Regions from separate parts of the Sus scrofa genome. Here all the other regions are linked to region 1. The links are chromatin contacts, called in public Hi-C maps. All regions are on one chromosome and are shown on one strand. The core of a region is the stretch at or near the end of the contact, and the rest is flanking DNA. Distances in the headings are between cores, read along the strand shown. Region 1 holds the start of WNT11 (protein Wnt-11). Region 2 holds the start of EMSY (BRCA2-interacting transcriptional repressor EMSY). Region 3 holds the start of LOC102162715 (putative uncharacterized protein FLJ37770).

The links. A called contact is a pair of places that touch in the nucleus more often than the background predicts.
Region 2: a contact with region 1 is called in a Hi-C map of skeletal muscle, with 4 times the contacts expected there. The contact joins the promoter of EMSY here to the promoter of WNT11 in region 1. A contact is called at or near these places in 2 of 5 promoter capture datasets (fetal liver and liver), 6 of 47 Hi-C or Micro-C datasets (embryonic fibroblasts, fibroblasts, heart right ventricle and 2 more) and 1 of 2 datasets of contacts at active chromatin or transcription factors (skeletal muscle).
Region 3: a Hi-C map of skeletal muscle shows a contact between it and region 1, with 4 times the contacts expected there. The contact joins the promoter of LOC102162715 here to the promoter of WNT11 in region 1. A contact is called at or near these places in 2 of 5 promoter capture datasets (fetal liver and fetal skeletal muscle), 5 of 47 Hi-C or Micro-C datasets (embryonic fibroblasts, retroperitoneal adipose tissue and skeletal muscle) and 1 of 2 datasets of contacts at active chromatin or transcription factors (skeletal muscle).

The regions. Positions count from the first base shown.
Region 1 is chr9:10,433,747-10,436,555 of Sscrofa11.1, reverse strand. WNT11 (protein Wnt-11) reads left to right here and starts at 1,398. Exons shown (of 6, transcript XM_005667138.3): 1 at 1,398-1,721.
Region 2 is chr9:10,626,639-10,629,447 of Sscrofa11.1, reverse strand. EMSY (BRCA2-interacting transcriptional repressor EMSY) reads right to left here and starts at 1,395. Exons shown (of 20, transcript XM_021062538.1): 1 at 1,073-1,395. It overlaps LOC102163793 (a long non-coding RNA gene), which reads left to right and starts at 1,479. Exons shown (of 3, transcript XR_001298634.2): 1 at 1,479-1,914.
Region 3 is chr9:10,565,905-10,568,713 of Sscrofa11.1, reverse strand. It overlaps LOC102162715 (putative uncharacterized protein FLJ37770), which reads right to left and starts at 1,444. Exons shown (of 2, transcript XM_021062536.1): 1 at 829-1,444. The coding sequence starts at 1,300. It overlaps THAP12 (52 kDa repressor of the inhibitor of the protein kinase), which reads left to right and starts at 1,996. Exons shown (of 6, transcript XM_021062533.1): 1 at 1,996-2,374. The coding sequence starts at 2,286.

The DNA of each region.
Region 1 (2,809 bases), core at 149-2,648:
CAGTGGGTTAAGGATCTGCAGTTGCCGTAATCTGTGGTGCAGGTTGCAGTCAAGGCATGGATTCTGCATTGCTGTGGCTGTGGCGTAGGCCGGTGGCTATGGCTCTGACTTGACCCCTAGCCTGGGAACCTCCATTTGCCATGGGTGTGGCCTAAAAAGCAAAACAAAAAAGCAAAGATAGAAAAGGAAAATGTGTACGGCCATTTCCCCTGTATGTGCAACTGAGTGTGTGGGGGCCTACGGTGTGTCCGAGGATCTCCTGAGTGTGTTTGTGACCACTTGTGGGGAGATCAGTCCCAGCCCTGTGCAGAAAGGGGACTGGCTGCTTACGTGCAGGGGCACTTGCATGGCTGAGAACCTGCGGTGGACTCTGGGCTCAGACGTGGGCATCGTTTGCCGTTACAGCCAGGTTAAGACAGCCTAGGGGTGCTGTTCATGGGTGCCTACAAGGAACTGGGGAAAGAGTACCAAGCATTTTTTTGAAATCTGAAAGAAGCCCCCTTTCACTAAATCTATTTCCCCTTCTGCTAAAGAACTAGATTATTCTTGAGATCATCCTTGGGGTTGGGGCCCCTGAGGTGGGGAGTGGGAGAGACAGAAGTTAGGGCAACCACAGTAACCAACCGGGGCAGGTAGAAAGGGGAGGGGGCACAGTCAGCCAGGGAGGGCCCAGGTGGGCGTGGAACCAGTCCCAGGGAAGTCTCCCCAGAAATACAGCCCCAGCCCCAACCCCAGGCAAGGTTCTACACCCGCAAGGAGCACTCTTCCTTCTCTTTAGCTTCTGAAACCAGCCCTCTGCTGGTGGTTCCTTGGAGACCAGGGCAAGGTACCCAGAAGACTCCCTAAGAGTCATCCCAGAGATGGGACGCCTGCCTCCTTGGTGCCAAGGTTACAGCGCCTTCTCAGGGCAGAGCCGTGGCGCCTCCTTTCTTCGCTGAGAGTCCGCAGACCTGGAACCAGCGATCTGGAGAGGCAACCCTGTGAAGGCTGGACTGGGACACCGAGGCAGCTCTCGGGGTCCCCGATGTCTGCCGGGACCTGAGCTACAGGATCAACACCGAGGGATGCCTGGGCCCCAGACCGAGACCTAAGTCGGACTTTCGCCTGAGCCCCAGGCTTCCTCCTCTGCCAAACCAGACGGGGTGGAGGGCTTGCTGTGAGGTTGAGAAACCGGCCTTACCTGGGCCCCACGCACCCCAGGCACGCAGTAGGCTCGCAGCCCGCACGCTCAGTTAACACCAGCTGCAGTTACAGTCTGTAAGTCTCCTCTTTGGAACGCAACAGGGTGCGACGTCCTCTCGTGCCGCTGGCGCCGCGGGTCCGTGGCATCCGCGGGGACCCCGCCCCCGCCCCCCGCGCGCGGCGCGAGCCACCCGGTGGGGTTTCGGCGCGCTGACGTGGGCGGATCAAAGCAGCTGCCCGCGCCTTATAAAGCAGTTCGGGCAGCCGGGGCGGGAGACGGTGCCGGCTGAGCAGGAGAGCTCGGGCGAGCGGGCGAGCGCAGGCCCCGGCAGCCGAGCCCCCTCCAGAGCGGCCTGAGTCCGCGCCCCGGTCCCCGAGAGCCCCGAGCCGGCCGCTGCTCGCCAGGATCCCGGGCGTCCTTCTCCTGCCGCAAGTGAAGAGTGCGCCCTCGCCGCCGGCCCAGCAGGGAGAGCGCTCGGGTCCGCTGGGGGCCGCGCTCGCCGCTCCCCGGCCGGCCCCTCCAGGCGAGGGCCCAGGAGGTGAGCTGCGGCCGCGGGCACCGGGCGAGAGCTCCGCGGGGACCTGCCAGGGCGGCGGGGGGCTACGGGCGCCCGAATCCGAGGGGGACGGCGCGATCCCGTCGGGCGCTCGCTCCCGGGTAGGCAAAGCAAGCCCTTTTCCATGCCTCTCCTCCGCCGCTCTCCCAGGCATTCCCCCCACTCACCGCAGTCCCGCGGGGCTGGGGGCGCCGGCTTTATGCGGACGAATGGTGCAGGGGGGCCGTGCATTTCCCGCGGGCCGCCGCAAGCCTACCCACCCCCCTTAAGACCCTCTCGCTCCCAGTCAGCCCGCGGATGAGGTCATGCCCGAGCCACCGCGGGGGTGGGGGACTTGGATCCTGCAGCAGGGGTGTGTGTGGCGGGACGGGAGAGGGTGGCCAAAGGCAGAGAACTACGGCAGTTCCTCCTAAATTGGGGGGTGGGGCGGACGCCTGGCTTTGAGACGGGCCCCCAGAAGCGGCCAGGGAGTGAACCGAGAGTTTGTTTACAGACCTGAGCTCCAGGCTCGGGGGTAGGGAGGAGGAAAGTCCTGTCCCGGCCCCCAGGCACATCTGGAGCCGCTCTGAACATCTGGCGGAGCTCGCGCACGAGCCCCACACCTCCCACCTCCCGGAGCTAAGGTACCTCCAAGACCCTCACGGCCCTTAGGCGCTCGGGGTCGGGCTCAGAGAGGGTTGTATGAGGTACCCCGAGTTCCCTCACCCCACCCTTCCCACTTCCAAAATAACCCCCACCCCTACCGCCGCCCCCTGGCGCACCGTCTGCAGCCCAGCAAACGCATCTCGCGGCCAGGGTCAAAGGCGGGGAGCGGGCCCCACCTCGCTAGGCGTCGCAGGTAACCTTGAAGCAGTGGCTCTGTGTCACGGATTCCCGGGGTCGGCTCTGCGAGCTGCGCAGCGACAGGCTTCAGGCCGGGCCCGCGGCGACCTTCCGCGCGGCGTGGACACGCAGCCCCGGCGCGCAGTGCCGGCTCCAGGCCCAGCGCAGGCTCTTCGGGGAAGGGGAAGCTTTGTGTCTCCCCGCCGGCTTTGGCTCAGAGGAGACAGCCACCTGGCAGCTGGGTTTCC
Region 2 (2,809 bases), core at 146-2,645, 190 kb before region 1:
AAAGACAACAGCGCTGGGCGCTTGCATAATACCTGCTTAGCATACGGTAGATCCGCGATAAATATTTGTTAAACAAATAAATGAATGATTGAGAACAGCGAGTAACCTGAATGAATGAATGCATGCATGCATGCATGCCTGAGCGAGCTCACTACCTATTCTAGGAGTCAAGCACCGACCCGAAATAACTGCTACATCCCGTTCCTGGCGCTGGGGCTGCAACTCCAACTCCATGCCTGGAGTTGAACCCCCTCCCCCTACTTCCCATAGTCCTCTGAGCTGAGAACCAACCCAGGGCAAGGAGAACAGGACTGCGCGCCCCAGTCGGCAGAATGACATAAAGAAAAGGGGTGGGGAGGAGGAAGAAGGGGCAGAGCCAAAGGAATCCGCTCCCTCCACAAGCCAGTCCCCGCCTCCCGACAGGATCTTGGAGGCGGCCGGCGACCGCCGGAATCAAGCACCACGTCACGGCATCCCGACGCGTCCCCGCCGGCGGACCCCACCGCGGGGCCGGACCGCACTGGAGACCTGGGCAGAGGTTCCCGGAGCGGGCTCCGGGAACCCGAATCCTATCTAATCCTTCCCCTTACTCAAGTGTCAAGGAGGCAAGCCCGCCCCGCCCCCTCCCCAAACACGCACTCACTCCCGCAGCACCACAACAAGAGCAGCCCGCCCACCCTCCTCACCGATGCCACTCAGTACCCACTTCAATGTCAAGCTTGCGACCCAAGTCCTCGCAGGACCAGTAGCCGGAGGCAGGGGCCCCGGGAGGCATCAGCGCCTCGCTCCCTCCTCAGCACAGAGGACAACGGAAAGAAACAGTGGACGCTCGGACAGCCAGGCAGACGACCGAGACTTACCGGGAGGCTCCCAGAGCTGGACCCCCGCAATCCCAGCACCAGGCGTGCCAGAGCCCCCCTCAGCCCACCTCGGGGAGCCCCACGATCCCGTTAGGAGACAACGGAGGATGGGACTGGCCACCCCAAGCCGGGCTCCGACTGCTTGGTCCGGCGCTCCTCCAGACTGGCTACCCTGCCAGCTCTTCCCAGCGCCCTGTCTGAGAGTCACTCACCTGCCCGGCCTTTCTGGGCTCATCTAAAAGGCTCCTCCGCCAAAACTAGGGGACACCAGGAATTGGGTTTGTTTGCGGTGCCTCAGAAGGGGCAAGATGGCGACAGGTATCAGGGCGCAGGCGCAGCGGCGCGCTGCCAGTCGGGAGGTGTAGTTTGCCTTTCCCGCCTTTCGGAGAACGGACACCAGAAGGCCTCCATTCTCCGCGTCCCTCTTTTCCTCCAGGTTTTGAAAGGAAAGGAGAGACCTCGCAGGGAGTGCTGGGAGTTGTGGTCCGAGGCCAAACGCCCTCCTCTTTCGCTCTCAGAGTGCAGTCGCACGCGCAAGGAAGGCTGGGATTGTAGTTTCCCTGGCGTCTTCTCCAACCCCTCCTCGCCGCTTCTCGCGCCTCTCCTCCGCTGCGATCTCTGAGCCAATGGGCTGCGCTCTCCGCTACGTGTGGCGTCACACGTACCGGTCAAGATGGCGTCGGCGGATGGAGCTGAGGTTTTCCCGCGACCTTTACCCTGGTGGGGGGGTGTTAGGGGCAGTGGGAAAGCAGCTTCGTGCCGGTATGGCCGTATAGGGTTAGGATCGGATTCCTCAGCGGCTTGGGAGCAATTCTAAGCGGCTTCCAGGCCCGCCAGCCGCAGCTGGAGGAGAGAGAATCCACGCTACGAGACGTGTCACCGTGGACAACCTAGTGGCGCGGACCCGATCTGGAGGGGGCGCGGAATTGCAAGTGGAGAAGGACAATTCGAGCGTTCTCGACTTCGGGTTTCAACCCGTGTCCAGTGGGAATGCTAGTGCTCTATCTGTCAGAGGCAAGAAGGCAAAGGCATTTGTTTGAGGCTCTGCGGCGTGGTAGGTTCACTCTTCAGCCTTTGTTCTTATTTAACTACAGAACAAGTGTGTGAAGAGGGTATTGTCGCTCCTATTTTACAGATGAAAAAAAAGGGTCCAGTATATAGTTAATGGCTGCCAAAGATCGAAGCCAGTGCCTGCTATTGTTGAAGGTCCATTCGAGTGTTGTGACTGCCCGCCCTTGTAATTTTGTACATAACATCGAATCTGATTTTTCTAAAAAAATGTTCAAGTGGGAAGGAGTGTTTTCTTGTAAAATATTGGGTTAATATTATCCTATGGGGATGTTGTGAGGTACAGCGTAGGAGAAAATTGTTTTTCAATTTTGGACCACTGTACAAACGTGAGGCTGTACTTGAATGGAGATGTAAATTACGAAGAGAAAATAAATAACAGCATTTGTGTGCTATTTGCTCATTAGCTAAAAATCTTTTCTGAGGCCCAGGAAAGTGGTTATTGTTAAGAACTTTTGGAAAGATGGTGAATGAAACTTTAATATAGTTTAACATACGTTGTTTGAGGTGAGGCTCATAGTATCTTAGTGAGGCAGGTATAATTCAGAGTACCCCCTACTATGAATGCGAAAAACACAGATAGTCAAGAATTCACCAAATTTCACAAAGCTGGGAATTGAAGAGAATTGGGCTTTATAATCCCCGGTCTTCTGACTTCAAGTGTCTTCCTCTAAGACGAATGTCAGGGTGACAGGTAGTGGAGTAGAAATGGAAAGACAGGCTGCTTTCCAAAGATAAAACTGACCCTGACCATAATAAGTAGTGTGTGAGCCAAGAAGTATTATAGCTTATTCTTGGGCTTGCTAAATGCCAAGTACTCTTTTAAGCATTTCAAGTATTAATTCATTCCATCCTTAAAACAACTTTATGAGGGAGAAACT
Region 3 (2,809 bases), core at 195-2,694, 130 kb before region 1:
GGGAGACACCCAAATGAGTGTGTATCAGGGGGGATTCCACAGCACAAGACTAGAAAGAAGCAAACTCAGCTCTTCTGTAAGGGGTAGGTCTGTGAGAAGGTTACGGTGGCTGATCACTGAGTTCTGAGGGGCTCCCCCTGAGTCATTTGGGCTGGATCAGCCCTTAGCACTGCTCCCTATGTCAGCATGCTACTGCCTTCTGCACCATACCTCAGACCCTCCCTGTGAAGCAGGCTGGAACTGCAGGCCTTCTTTTGGGATCCTCTCAGAGGCGTATGCCTCCCTGGGAACAGAGAGGGAGATTCCAAGAGGTTCTGCTCCCACCTTTCATGGGAATAGGATCCCTTGAGGCAGGAAATTGAGCAAAAGGAAGAAGACAGCCATAACAAGCTAAGTTCTGGGCAGTGAAAAGATCCAACCTCATTTAGAAAAAAGAAAAAAAAAAAAAAATTCAGGCACTAGCCAGTACCAAAGTCAACAGCCAAAAGGTCTTCAAAGTTGTGGAGCACAGCAAGGAAGATGGCTCAAGAGTCGAGCAAAGAGTAAGGAACAGGGCCAGGACCAGTAGGGAGGAATGGGAAAGAAGCTGAAAATAGATGAGTAGCAAGTGAGGGTGCCTAAGCCAGAGGCAGCTTTCCAGCTCGGGTTCAGCTACCCCACAGTCCTTTCACCACGGTGTGAACCAATCCTGAGCGGCCCTGGTGGGAAGGCTTGCTGAAGATGAAGGCTGCAGAAGCTGGCTGGCAGGGTAATGGATTTTGGGATGGGATAGCGGCAGAGGCATTTCCCCACCAGCTTTGCACTGAAGAGGACTCCATGTTTCAGAACCTGCTCCCTTTTTCCCCACACATGAGCTATTTTTCCTCGTTTCCTTGGAAAGATCAGACCGAAAGTCAAGTTTGCGAGGTTGAGGCTCACCCTTCAGAATACCTGATATAATTTTTGCAGAAACTTTTCTCATATTCAAGTTTTCTTTGAGAATGAGTCTAACGGTTTCTTTATCTAAATTTAACTCTTCAGCCATCATCCTCACGGTTAACTGCCTGTTGGAACAAACCAAGTCCTTGACCTTCCGGATATTTTCATCCGTCCGGTGAGTGACTGGACGACCACTTCGGGCATCATCTCGAATGTCTTCTCGCCCTTCTTTAAACCTTTTGTGCCAGTCAAAAACTCTGGCCCTTGACATGACTTCCTCCCCATAAGCTTCTTTTAAAAGATGGTGGGTCTCGCTTGCCGACTTGTTTAATTTCACGCAAAATTTGATACTAATCCTTTGTTCTAGATAGCGGTCACTCATTTTGGCACTTGAACACAAGAACGTTAAGAGGCCACGACTGTGAGGGGAAGACAGAGGGGCCAATCTTTATAGGGCTGCAGGTGGCATCACGTCGCTATTCTTGCTCCTCTGGAAGCCTCATCAGGGAAGTGTATTTGCTTTTCTGAGTTTTAGCCCCTTGGCTTCCAATCGAGAAGCTGATGAAGCCCAAGAGCAGCTGCAAAGTTGGGGAGAATGAGATCTCCTACAACCCACAACAGTGTCCAACTCGTGCCCGGAGATCTGCTGGGGTGGGCACATCAGTCACCAAGGTCGCCCCGCTCTGCAGCCCCTGAGCCTAGGCGATTTCTGCAATAGAAGCCCGTGTGGTGGCAAGTGAAGCCAGCAAGAAGCGATGCACCGGTGATGTAACGGGCAAGCTAGTCTCCGATCTGCAGAAAGCCGCGCACGCCAAACCTACCGGAGGTGCCTGGGGCTCGGTTGCTCCAGAGTCCCGGGAGACACGCCCGCATGCGCCAAACCCTCCCCTTGCGCGGTAGGCCGTGCGCGCAGGCGCAGTGCGGCAGTCCGCGCCAGGCCCCGCCTCCGCCTTGCCACACCCGAGCGGGCGCGCTTCCTTGCGCGTGTCCGCCTGCGGAGAAGTCGGCGGAAAGGAGGGGGCGGGGGAGGAAGGCTGAGGGAAGAGAGGGCACCCCCGGGCGCCAGGGTGCATTGTGGGAAGGAGGCGGCAGCGTCCCGGGCGGGCGGGAGGTGCACCAGCGGCGGCGGCGGCGGTAAATCCTCCCGGCCGCTCACAGCACTGTGGAGCCGCGTCCCCAGCCCGGCCTCGGACCGCGGCGCCCCTCCTGCCCCTCGCGGCTTCTCGCCCGCCGGCCCCTCCCCTCGGCGCGCCGGCCCTGCCGAGCCGGCCGGCCGGCCTGGCTCCCCTCCCCGGCCCCGACGGGCGGGTGGGCTGCCCTGAGGAGGCGGGGAGGGGAGGGCTGGGCCGGCCGGCGGGCAAACGAAGATGCCGAACTTCTGCGCGGCCCCCAACTGCACGCGGAAGAGCACGCAGTCGGATCTGGCCTTCTTCAGATTCCCGCGGGATCCGGCCAGGTAAGCGGCGGGCGTGGAGCCGGCCCCTCCGGCCCTGCTCTGCTGTGCGCGCTGCCAGCCGCCGGCCGCGGGCAGGCTCCAGGGCTAGAGGGGGCGGTGGGAGGGGGCACAGCTGTCGACCCCAGCCCGCTCCGAGGTGAGGAGCGGGCCGCGAGCGGAGGACCGGCTGGCGCTCGAGGGCCTCGGAGCACGTGCGGCCGCGGGGGCTTGGCGCGTAGGCCACCATCCGAAGTAAGAGGCAGCTGAGGCGGCGCAGGCTGGGTAACGTGGGCTGTCGCCCTAGTTAGCTTGCTGTGTGACCTCAGGCAAGTCGCTTGCGTCTCTGGGCTTTAGTTTCCCCAGCTGTCAAAAAAGGCACTTGGATGCTACGGTTGTGGTCGCCGGGGTCCTTCTACTCCCGTCCCCCGCCCCGGCAGTGTTTCTTTTTGGAGTCTG